2 separate regions of the Mus musculus genome follow, and region 2 is linked to region 1. The links are chromatin contacts, called in public Hi-C maps. All regions are on one chromosome and are shown on one strand. Each heading gives the region's core, a stretch centred on a gene start, on an enhancer-like site or on the middle of the called end of the contact. The rest is flanking DNA. Distances are from core to core; before and after follow the strand shown.

Region 1 (5,830 bases), core at 3,263-5,762:
ATTGCTGTTCATCACTAAAGTATGTCAGGACTAGAACTCAAGCAGGTCAGGAAGCAGGAGCTGATGCAGAGGCCATGGAGGGGTGTTCTTTACTGGCTTGCTTCCCCTGGCTTGCTCAGTCTGCTCTCTTATAGAACCAAGACTACCAGCCCAGAGATGACACCACCCACAAGGGGACCTCCCCCCTTGATCACTAATTGAGAAAATGCCTTACAGCTGGATCTTGTGGAGACATTTTCCCAACTGAAACTCCTTTCTCTGTGATAACTCCAGCTGTGTCAAGTTGACACAAAACTAGCCAGTACAATTGACCCCTTGTCAACTTGACACACAAACACATCACTAGTAAGCCTCAGCCCTTAGTTTCTTATTCATTCCCAAGATCTAAACAACTTTAAAAGTCCCACAGTCTTTACATATTAAAAGTTCAATCCTTTTAAAACATCCAATATCTTTTAAAATCCAAAGTCTTTTTACAATTAAGTCCCTTAATTGTGGGATCCAATAAAATATTTTCTTCCTTCAAGAGGGAAAAATATCAAGACACAGTCACAATCAAAAGCAAAAATTAAACTCCAACTGTCTAATGTCTGGGATCCAACTCACAATCTTCTGGGCTCCTCCAAGGGCTTGGGTCACTTCTCCAGCCCTGTCCTTTGTAGCACATAGCTTTTCCTCTAGGCTCCAGATGCCTGTACTCCACTGCTGCTGCCGTTCTTAGTGGTCATCTCATGGTACTGGCATCTCCAAAACACTGCATGACCCCTTCAGTCCCGGGTCATCAATTGCAACTGAGACTGCACCTTCACCAATGGCCTTCCATGGCCTCTCACAGTGCCGAGCCTCAGCTGCTCTGCATGACCCCTTCATAACTTCAAAACCAGTACCACCTGGGTGACTCTTACACATTACCAAGTCCTGCTGCTGCACAAGGTACAACTTTGGCTATGTCTGAAACATAGCCTCTTTGTACTCTCAGAAAACACTTCCCAGAAGATGTCACCTCAATGATCTTGGTCTCTTCTTAATCACCGCCAATTTCTTAGCTCCAGGTAACCAACATCAATAGTCCCAGTAATGCAAAGTTTTCGCTTTAGTAGTTCTGGTACCTTGTTAATCACAGCTGATTCTTCAGCACCAGCATCCACCTGCCTCTGCCTCCCAAGTGCTGGGATTAAAGGCGTGCACCACCACTGCCCTGCCCAGTGTGTGTGTCTTTCATTTGCAAATCTAGAGAGCTCTTGGATGGGTGCAGCGTGGGAGCAAAAGTGGTTTAACTGATTCACCGCTACACTTGACACAGTGAACTCCCATTGTCTTAAAAGTCAGTTCTCTAGAAGAGCCAATTGCCTATCAGCCTTTTATGGGCAAAGAGAAGTAACACACTTTTGTGTCACCAACACTTTCTTCTCAAGTCTGTTTTCTCTGAGAAGTACTCCTGACTTTTAGCTGACATTGGTGGCCAAGTGTGTCCTACCCTACTACCAACTATAGTCACTTGAAAAAAGAGCAGACGCCTGACCCAGGCATCACCAGCCTCATGTTCATCTGGAGAATATAAATTTTTGCTCATTTATTCAATAAGTATTATTTTACATGCTCCAGACACTGTTTAAGCCTTCAGAGTATGATTCCAAACAAAGAAATCTCAGAGCACATAAACCAGAAAAATGTACCACAGTGAAATGACATCCTTAGGGATTGGGAACTCTGCAGTGAGTTTTGTTGGTGGTGAACTTGTACTGGGACAGTCCATGAGGTTTGGCTGTCAGTGATTTTTGGACATCATAGAATATGTCAGTGTCTCTCCAATAAATTCCCTTTTGCCTATTCCAGAACTGAAAAACCATAATTTCTCCTGTAAAAGAAAAGTCCACATTGGGCAGGGTGCTCTGGAGCAACAAAACCAATAGGGGCGGGTATTTCCGCATACTTGGGAGCCTCTGATGCTCCCTGTCTCTGCTGTCCCTGTCCAATGCTGAAGGCTTAACAGATTCCTGGAGTCATTGCTGTGTAGTCTAAGTTGGAAGACCAAAGAAACTGGAGTCTCCTGTCAGGCAAGGATGGCAGGGGTGGACACACTCACTCAGGAAGTGGCGGAGAAGGTGGATCAGCACATAAGCTCTTTCCTTGGAACTCTTTGCATCTGAGCTACCCATTGGAAGATGCTGCCACTTTGAGGGTGGGTCTTCTCCACTTAGTTAAACTTCTCTAGAAATGGCTTCACAAATGTTTCCAGAGCAGTGTCTCCTAGGTGACCCGACATGGCCCCTTCAGGTTTGTCACTGCCATTTGTGCCTCCTCATTAGCTTCATGTACCACTATTGCCTTTCAGAAAAGTAGAGCCCACAGATATGTGACAAGGACCAGATCAAGTGACTGAGTGAGGCACAGAGAGTCCATTGCTCCTTCTGTGCCCAGCGTGACACTAAGCACAGCTGCCCTGCTGGTGCTGTTATTAATGCATAAGTAACATATATTAACAGAAAAAAAAACAATTATGCGGAAACTTCTGTTTAAATACTGCTCACATCCTACCGTCTAAGGAAACCCTAGAATTCCTCAATTTTTCCTTCAATTTGGGCCACCCCTTTTTTTGTTTTACTTTATTGTATTATGTTACTTTTTTAAAAGATTTGTTTATTTATATGAGTACACTGCAGCTGTCTTCAGGCACACACCAGAAGAGAGCATCAGATCCCATTACAGATGCTGTGAGCCACCGCGTGGTTGTGGGATTTGAACTCAGAACCTCTGGCAGAGCAGTCAGCGCTCCTAACTGCTGAGCCTTCTCACCACGCCTTATGTTACTTTTTGAGATAAGGTCTTACTATGTATTCTAGACTGATCTCAAATTCATTAGGTAATCCATGCTGGCCCAAAACTCATAATCTTCCTGCCTCCGTGCTAAAGTTTCAGATTTGCACACTCAAGCTTTGCTTACTCTTTTTCCCCCAGTGCCAGGTTGACCCAAGGACCCGAAGCATGCTAGGCAAGCACGTTACCACTGAGCTACATCGCCAGTGCCTATCCTTTGTGATAATTTCTTCATTTTATAAAGTAGAACAAGTGATCCTTCCCTTTTCAAAATTTGATGACCAATTAATCATAAAATGTGGTTGGTGGGTGTAAGAACGTGGCACCAAGACACACACACACAAATAAAAAGTAATGCAAATTTTGAAGAGATTTGGGGGAAAACACCTCTGAAGAGGGGGAAACAGTAAGTAGAGAGAATCCTGGGGAATCAAACTCAGGCCACCAGTCTTGGTGGCAAGCATCTTTATCCCTGTGCCATCCAGCTAGCCCTCCCCCAAGATCCATTGCATGTGTAATCCTATCTTGGTGTCCTCTTTAGAAGACCAGCTGACACCAGGATTGTCCAGTTTTCTATTCTTGTATGAAAATGACCCTCAAGCATGAGTCCCACCCAAGAACAACCATGTATTAGTTCCCAAGATTCTGAGACTTAGGGGCTCCTGTGTGACCCAGCTGTAGAGTGACGTAGATGGGTTTGGAAGATTTGCAAACCTCACTTATGTATCTGTTGTGCAAGAATTGAGACTACAAAGCTGGGTGCAGCTGGGACTATCAACCCAACCATAGTGTCTCTGGCATGCAGGCCTTTTGTTTTTCTTCTTAATATGTTTGAATGTTTTCCCTGAATGTACTTATATGCACTATGTGTGTATCTGGTATCCATGGAGATAGAGAGCATCAGATCACATGAAACTGAAGTTAGAGATGGTTATGAGCCAGCATGTAAGTGCTAGGAATTGAACAAAGGTGCTCTAACCCCTGGACCATCTCTCCCAGCATCCAGGACTTAATCTGAATATCTCTTCAGATGTGCCTTTGCCTTCATACAGCACCATTCCTGCCATACTCTGATGTAAAAGAAGCAAAAGACACATTCAGAATATAAATAAATACATACATACATACATACATACATACATGCATGCATGCATGCATACATACATGCATACATACATACATGCATACATACATACATACATACATAAAGGTGGTCAACCAATTAGTTTGAAGCCAGAAGAGCCAAAAAATTCAGAGTGATACTCTAAATAGCCACACGGGGTCACCCTTCCACTTATGAAAACACCTGCCATTTAAACCAATTCTAACCAAAAGCATACTAACTACAACAAACATGCCAGACAGACCCCACCTGGTGCCTCCTAGTTTCTACCCTCATTTGTCATAGTAGCCCAACTCTCAATGACCAAAAAGGACAGGGATTTGGTACTGATGAGACGTTCTAATGAGTCAGTCCCCAAACTACAGCCCTTGTGAAGGGAGGTAGAGCAATTTTGTTGTTGGCACATTTTTTTATTTTTCTACAAATGCAGAAGGTGTCATGAGAAGTGACCCCCGACCACATATTTGCTGATCATTTGAAGCCTGTGAAAGAGCAACTCTTCTATTTCCTAGTGAGCATAAGGACAAAGGAGACAGGCCCTCTGGCCCACTTCCTCCTAAGGGTCAGCTGTGGTCTGCTGCTGCCTTCTGAAGCTTTCATCGGTGAGGAAAAAACAAGGAATTATTGACTGCTGTTGTGTAGGACTATTCTCCCAGAGAAACTGCCAGTATCTTCAGGAGTCCAGGTGAGCCTCTTACAGGGCAACCATCACAGCTGTGCTGACTGCTGACAGTGCCCTTGTAGAAGGAGGAGATGGAAAGTGCCATGGGACCCTTACCTGTTCACCCCTCCCTACTAGTTGTGTGCACATGGCCCCAGTGTGGAGGAGGAATAGTATACAGGAAAGGAAGCTCTGGGTAGAGGACTCCCTCTGCCTCAACATGGGGTGTCATCCTCCATGCTGGAGAGAGACAGTCCACCAGAGCTGTGTAGGCCACCAGAGCTCCTACCTGCACCGCTCTCATGGGTCTGTAGGGTTCCCCAAATGAACTTTAGTGGACTCACACGCCAGCCTATTGGTCCTCAGGAAGGGGGGGGGGGGGGTGGGATATTGTTTACATCTCCCACAGGAAAAGAATTTTAGGAACAGCTGTGACTGTAACTTGATGGTAAAGTATTTGCCTATAATATGAGGTCATGGGTTTGATTCCCAGTATAAAAGGGAGTCGGTGGGGGGTAATAATAAAGGCCAGTGAGTTATGTGTTAAAGAAACAGTGCAGCTAGAAGTGCAAGTCCTAAGGTTGATTCTCCCACAGAGAATGCGAGTCTTGTTTGATTGTTTTTGTTTGTTCATAGAGGGTCTCACTGTATATCCTTGGCTGACCTGGAACTGACTCTGTAGGTCAAGTTAGCCTTAAACTCACAGAGATCTGCCTACCTCTGCCTGTTGGAATTAAAGATGTGAACCAGCACACCTGGTTTACAGTAGTCTTATAAATCTGGAGTGTCCTTTGCCAAGTCATCTGCACAAGAATTATTCAGTTTAGGCCTGGTGATGAAAAAAGACTCACCATCCCAGGCATTGATGGTGGCAAGAGACAAGTTTGGAGTGTGGAATGTCTGATGTGTATTGAAGCAGTGTCTTGTATAGCCCAGGCTGGCCTCAAACTCATTGTGAAACAAGGACCTTGAATCCCTCTTTCTCAACTTCCTGGGTTCTGTTATCACCATACATGGTTGACAAGGTACTGGAGATGCAACATGCTAGACAAAAATTTCACCAACATACCCAATTCTCTCAGTTCAAATTTCTTGATAGCAAAACACAGTAACATCTTTTAACCTAAGGAAGAAGTGAAATTTCTTAGAAAATATACCATTTCTTAGTAAATGTTCACAGAATCAGAGAGAAGGTCAGAAACGCAGGTTTAGAATATGAACTATTGTTG
Region 2 (5,808 bases), core at 2,318-4,817, 66 kb after region 1:
AACTGTGCCACATAGGCTGTTTTGAAATCACTTCTACTAAAGCTGTTAATCCATGTTTTCAGTTTAGCCTCAGGCAGATTTTTTGGAGAAGGCCAGAAAGCAGCCACATTTTGCATGAAATATAACAAAAATAGTCTGTGGTTTCACATACTAAAATCCCTTTCTGAAATCTCTTGAGCCAGGTCCTCACATTTTAGATCACCCCCAGGACAACTGTCCTTCATGCTTCTATTAGTATGACCCGTTAAGAACCACTTAAAAGCATTCAGTTGCTTTTCTAATCCAAAGTCCACATTCCAACAACAAAAAGTATGGTCTGCCCTGTTCTAGCAATGCCCCATTCCCTAGTACCAACTTCTGTCTTAGTGTTCTAGTGCTGTCAAGAGACACCATGGCCACAGCAACTCTTAAAAAGAAAAACCATTTCACTGGGCTGGCTTACAGTTCAGAGGTCCATTATTGTCATGTTGGGAAACGTGGTGGCAGAGTGCCAGACATGTTGCTGGAGAGATAGCTAAGAGTTTTACATCTGGATCTGCAGGCAGCAGGAAGAGACTGTGAAGCCACTAGGTCTAGCTTGAGCTTCTGAAACCTCAGAGCCCACCCCCCAAGTGGCTTACTTGCTTCAACAAAGCCACATCTAATAGTGCCCTATAGGCCTGTGGGTGGTTTTTTTGTTTGTTTGTTTGTTTGTTTGTTTGTTTGTTTTTTAAAACAAAATCTCAGTGGTTCAATTTTACCGATGAAAACTCAGGAGCCAGATGTTAAGAGTGAAAGCCTATAGCTCAGAGAGGCAAAGAAAGCACCCAGCTGACCTTCCTCCTCAGGTCTTGTCCCAGAAGCAATGCCCCTCTCTCTTGCTCCAAACTGAATGTCCCTCCCCTCTACTTCCTGTGTGTCTGTCCATAATCCACATTCCCTACTCTCTGGTTTAATAATAGTATGTTCACTTCTTGTCAACTAGTTGTTTGCTCTAACTCTTGACCGTTGACTTTATTTAATCCTGTTTACAATAGTCAAGCAGAAAAGTCTTGGATTAAAGGTGTGTGCTAAGGCTGAGCCACACCACAACTAGAAACAGATTTTTTTTTTCCAGTAAATAACACAATCTCGGGTTTCAAGGTATGATCAAATACCCTGTAGCATAAGGGGCCATTTTATTCAAGCCATCACAGGGGGTCAGGGATCCAGCCCAGGTGTTCTGCCCCTGAGGTTTGTCCCCAGACATTTGTTTTTAAAATATCTTACCATGTATGCTTTGGAAGTCTGCTAGTTACCCTGAGGCAAGGAGAGACAGAGCTCAGCCAATGTCTGTGAACCTGAAAGCTTTGCTGGACTTTGACACTTGATGCTGAAGTTGCTCATAGAGGGTTGTATCAGCTCCTTTCAGTCACTGTGATGCAGTGTCTCAGCAACTGCAGCTAAGGGAGAAAGGGTTTATTCTGGCTTGAAGGTTAGGGGGTGCAGAGCTGCAGGAGCATGGAGCTGGCCCAGCAGTCAGGAAACAGGCGGGTCCTATTTCATCTGCACACAGGAAGTACGGGGGACAAGAAATGGGACACAGCCTGTCCTAGTGACTTACTTCTTTCATCGAGGCTCTGTCCTGAAGTGCTACCAGCTGGGGACCAAGTGTTCCAGAACAAAGGCCTGTGGGGGACGTTTCTCATTCAGGTCACTACAAGTGTAGGTGGTGGAAACCTCCTGTGCTTCTGAGCGGTGAGCACCCATATGCATGAGAGGAGGTTCTGACCACAGGGAGGGCCTGAAGTTCACGCAGGCAGAGCGCCTGACTTGACTGTAAGGTGCAGACAGTGTTTGGGATTAATAAATTCCCTTTGGATCCTGTAGCTCTTAGACTTTTACTGTCTGTTCCTGGCTTTGCCCCCTTGCCTCCTACACATGGTGAAGATGGAAGCCAGGCCTCACACTGCTAAGCAAGACCTCCCCCAGGGAGTGGCACTTTACTGTGTACTTAGGAGGAGGGAAGTTACTGTACAGCGTTAGGGTCTGTGCCTCAGTTTCCTTCTAGTACTGCTTCTTGGGGTTACAAGGATCAGAATTAGTACAGGCAAATGCCTGGAGCAGCAGCTGACACGCGCAGGTACTCTGAACCTACTAGCATCCTTGTTAGGATGGAGTCCAGCATGCAGGAGTGGAAAAGTCAAGGTTGGAGTTAGGGCACCATGGCTACTTAAGAGTCTTAAAGCTACAAATCGCCAGCTGCCTTAGTGATGTTTGCTGGCAGTTCTGCTGTTGAACTGGATATTCTTTTGTTGGTGGCAACAGAGGTTCATTTGTATCCCAAATGACATAGGAAATTTTTCAGGTCCATAAAGGCACAGAGACGTAATTGGACATAGATAAAAACTGCTAGGATGCCTCAGGTGAGGTGGAAGGTAGGAAGAAGGAAAACTGTAATAATGGACAAGCATAAATGTGGTAATGCAGATACAGGTTATCCTCAGGTCAGGGAGGAGCAAATACTGGGAGAAGCATCTGGCACTGGGGCCATGTTGAGGGTGAGGTGAAAACCTAGTGCAATGGAATCTACAAGACTCCTAGAAATGGGGACAGGGCCCTCTCCTCAGAGTCCTACCTTGCAGCTGGAGAGATGGCTCCGCAGTTAAGAGTGCTTGTTCTTACCAAGGCCCCAGGTTAGATTTCAGCACCTGCATAGTGGCTCACAACCATTCATCCAACGCCCCCTTCAAACTTCTGTGGGCACCAAGCACGCACATGGTGCAATTACATACGTGCAAAAAAAAAACATATTGATAACACTCTAATCCCAGCACTTGTGGGGGGAGGGGATAGAAGCAGGTGGATCTCTGTGAGTTTGAGGCCAGCCTGGTCTACAGAGCAAGTTCCAGTACAACCAGAGAAACCCAGTCTCAAAAACAAGACAAAACAAAAAATACAAACCATATATTCATATAAAATATGTCTCTTTCAAATTCTTTGAAGAAAATCTTAGAGGAAATAGTCCTTGAACAGGCCTGACAGGAGGTGTGGCAAGGTAGGAGGGAAGTGACACAAGTCTTTTGAAGATTAGAGCTCAGCTGAGGGGAAGCAAGCCTGAGTGCTCCCCAGGGCCAAGCTGATCTTCCCTGTGTGTTCACAGTGTGAGTGGTAGAGCCCGCACTGCATGGTGCTGCCAGGCGTGGCACAAGTGGTCTTGCATCCAATCCAATGCAGTAACCACAGAGGTTACTTTATGGCAGGAAAAGCTACACAGAAAATGTGCCAGGACAGAGCTCAGTCTATTTTTTATTCTATTTTTTATTAGATATTTTCTTCATTTACATTTTAAATGTTTTCCCAAAAGTCCCCTATACCCTCCCCCCGCCCTGCTCCCCTACCCACCCACTCCCACTTCTTGGCCCTGGCGTTCCCCTGAACTGGGGCATATAAAGTTTGCTAGACCTAGAGGCCTCTCTTCCCAATGATGGTCAACTAGGCCATCTTCTGCTACATATGCAGCTAGAGACACGAGCTCCGGGGGTACTGGTTAGTTCATATTGTTGTTGCTCAGTCTATTTCTAATGCGCCTGGCCCTTGGAGGCTTTCATGTGGCTGACTGATAAGGATGTGGTATGCCCTGCTGTTCTTGACCATGAAAACTGATACAACCAGGACTTCATTTCCTCTTGTAGAGTTTTACAAAGATGGATGTTCTGCCTTCTCGGTGTTTCTCAACACTGATGATGAACATGTCCTTTGCCTTAGAATGCTGTGTTTCTAAGCAGGCTTCCTGGTGTTAGGTAGGATGTCCAGGTGAACCTCATCGACTGGTATGAAGTCTGGAAAGCAGTAGTGTTTCCAAAAATGAAATTTGAATTCTCAGGAAAGGAATCCAGAGTCTTCTGTGTCCTGTTCCACATTGATTTCCATTCTCTAGGATGACAGTAACAGCCCTGCCCAGGGTCACAGAAGGTGAGCTCTGCATGCATGTACAGTGCTTCCTAAGACATCCCTCAGTCACAGACATCTGTAGGGGTCTCTGTTCCCATTGTCTAATAGCTTCAAATAGCTTAAGTTAGCTGTCTGTCTGTTAGTCATCTGTCTTTGTACCAGGATTATGCCTCCTCTGATTGCCCACTCCACCCTCAATTTGCCTCTTATAATCAGTACTCAGCCAGGAAACCACATAATAGAGCTTGCTCACAATGTGTCTAAAGTTAAAATATTTTGTACTTTTCTTTTACAAGAGTAGAGATTCAGTTGTTTTAGGAATACATAAGCCAGGAGGAGAGAAAACTGGGGTCAGGTGGTCTGGGCACTCAGTGGAGACACTGCAGCCCTGGAGGCTCTGTGTGTTTATTATATAGAGCTATTGAATAGAGGGATGGGTCGTTGCATATCACTGGACAGTCTCAGTAACTGTAGTCTCTGTAGGGGAACACTCTTCAGGCTGTAAATATGGGGAAGGGGGGGGGGAGCTCTGGTGGACATTTTCTGCACACACTGTCAACACTTGGGTCCAAGAAAGGCTTTGCCATCCCTCTGACTCTGAGGCTATAAGGTCTTAGACTTGGCTGTGCCATTCAGACAGGGCTCCCCTGCTCCTTGCAGAGTGTGTCTTGTTTAAAATCTTTCTAGGCCTTTGGACAATTGTGGACATTAGTAATGTATGCATTTATTCTCTGAAGTGATGCTTTAGCATCTAAAGTAAAAACTCGAAAGGATCTTGGCCTCCTCCCATTCCTTCCAGTAACTCCTAGATACAGCCAGTGTTCACTGGAGTGAATAACAGAGAGACATGCCATGTTATTGGCTTTGTCTCTAATATAACTGCAAGTTCAGAGCTCTGAGCGTGGTTGTTTAAAAATATCCCATTATGTGGCATCCATATATATCAGGAATTAGTAACTCCAGTAGGGCCAGTTCAATGTTGGCAGTGATTATATAGGTGTGACCAAGTAGGAGTCCCCTCTCGGGTGACTGACATGGCCAGCTTATACGGGAAAGGTAAGTAGTAAGTGTCCCCAACAGCCTGCTTCTGGAGGGAGCTGTGGAAGCTAGCCTCAGAGGCATGGCTTGTACCATATTCTCTTTCTTAGAAGATAATCTCGAGACAAGGGATGTTTATAACAAAACAACAACAAAAATCCCTCACCTTTTGGAAGGAAACATAGCAAAGAATTTGAGGGTATAGTGTGGGGATAGGGATATATCACACACTGTGCATGTGTGGAGTTCAGAGGACAACCTGCAGGACCCTGTTCTCGCCTTGTACCATGTGAGTTTCGAAGATTAAACCCAGGTCATCAAACTTGACAGCAAGCACCTATGCCCACTGAGCCATATTGCTAATTTTAAATGTTTCCTATTTTGTACTATTTCATTATATATAGGTGGTATAAATCCAGATAGTTCCTTAGCCAAACCCCATAGTGCGTATTATATTCTTCTAAGTAGTTCTGCAGTGATCTTACATATGCATCATTAGCAGCTTGAGCTATAATTGACTAGACTCCTAGATGTGGGATTTTGGACTCAGTAGTTGTTAGATTCTAAGGACCATGGGGAATAAGAAAAATACCTGATTATATAACAAACCTATGTAACAGTACAGCTCTTAGGAAAAAAAAAAAAAGGTTTGAATACTTTAAGAAACCAGTTGTGTTTAGTGCAAAGAGCAGATGTCAGAAAACATACTGTCATGGAGTAGTTACCTAAAATTTAAGCCACAGAGAGTAGTATTATATGTCATAGAAACATTATCAAGTGAAGTAGTGTAATGAAGGCCTCAGTTTAGGACAGTGGCTTCTGAGATGGAAGCAGTTGTGAGAATATGCTCGCACTTGG

What was found. A called contact is a pair of places that touch in the nucleus more often than the background predicts.
Region 2: a Hi-C map of B cells shows a contact between it and region 1, with 2.2 times the contacts expected there. The contact joins two enhancer-like sites. A contact is called at or near these places in 2 of 15 datasets of contacts at CTCF or cohesin (the G1E-ER4 cell line and large pre-B cells), 16 of 484 Hi-C or Micro-C datasets (B cells, CD4 T cells, the G1E-ER4 cell line and 5 more) and 7 of 115 datasets of contacts at active chromatin or transcription factors (bone marrow-derived dendritic cells, double positive thymocytes, embryonic stem cells and 2 more).

What each region holds. Positions count from the first base shown.
Region 1 is chr9:7,710,144-7,715,973 of GRCm38.p6, forward strand. No RefSeq gene overlaps it. Among named protein-coding and RNA genes, the nearest start is that of AV064505, 17 kb to the left of the region's middle. Within about 2 kb of position 4,513, at least 10 of the 459 cell types and tissues checked have an H3K27ac peak or open chromatin away from gene starts, as enhancers often do. A contact at or near this core is called in B cells, where this site is marked.
Region 2 is chr9:7,777,369-7,783,176 of GRCm38.p6, forward strand. All of the region lies in intron 2 of Tmem123 (transmembrane protein 123), which reads left to right. Among named protein-coding and RNA genes, the nearest start is that of Mir5618, 4.1 kb to the right of the region's middle. Within about 2 kb of position 3,568, at least 74 of the 459 cell types and tissues checked have an H3K27ac peak or open chromatin away from gene starts, as enhancers often do. A contact at or near this core is called in B cells, where this site is marked.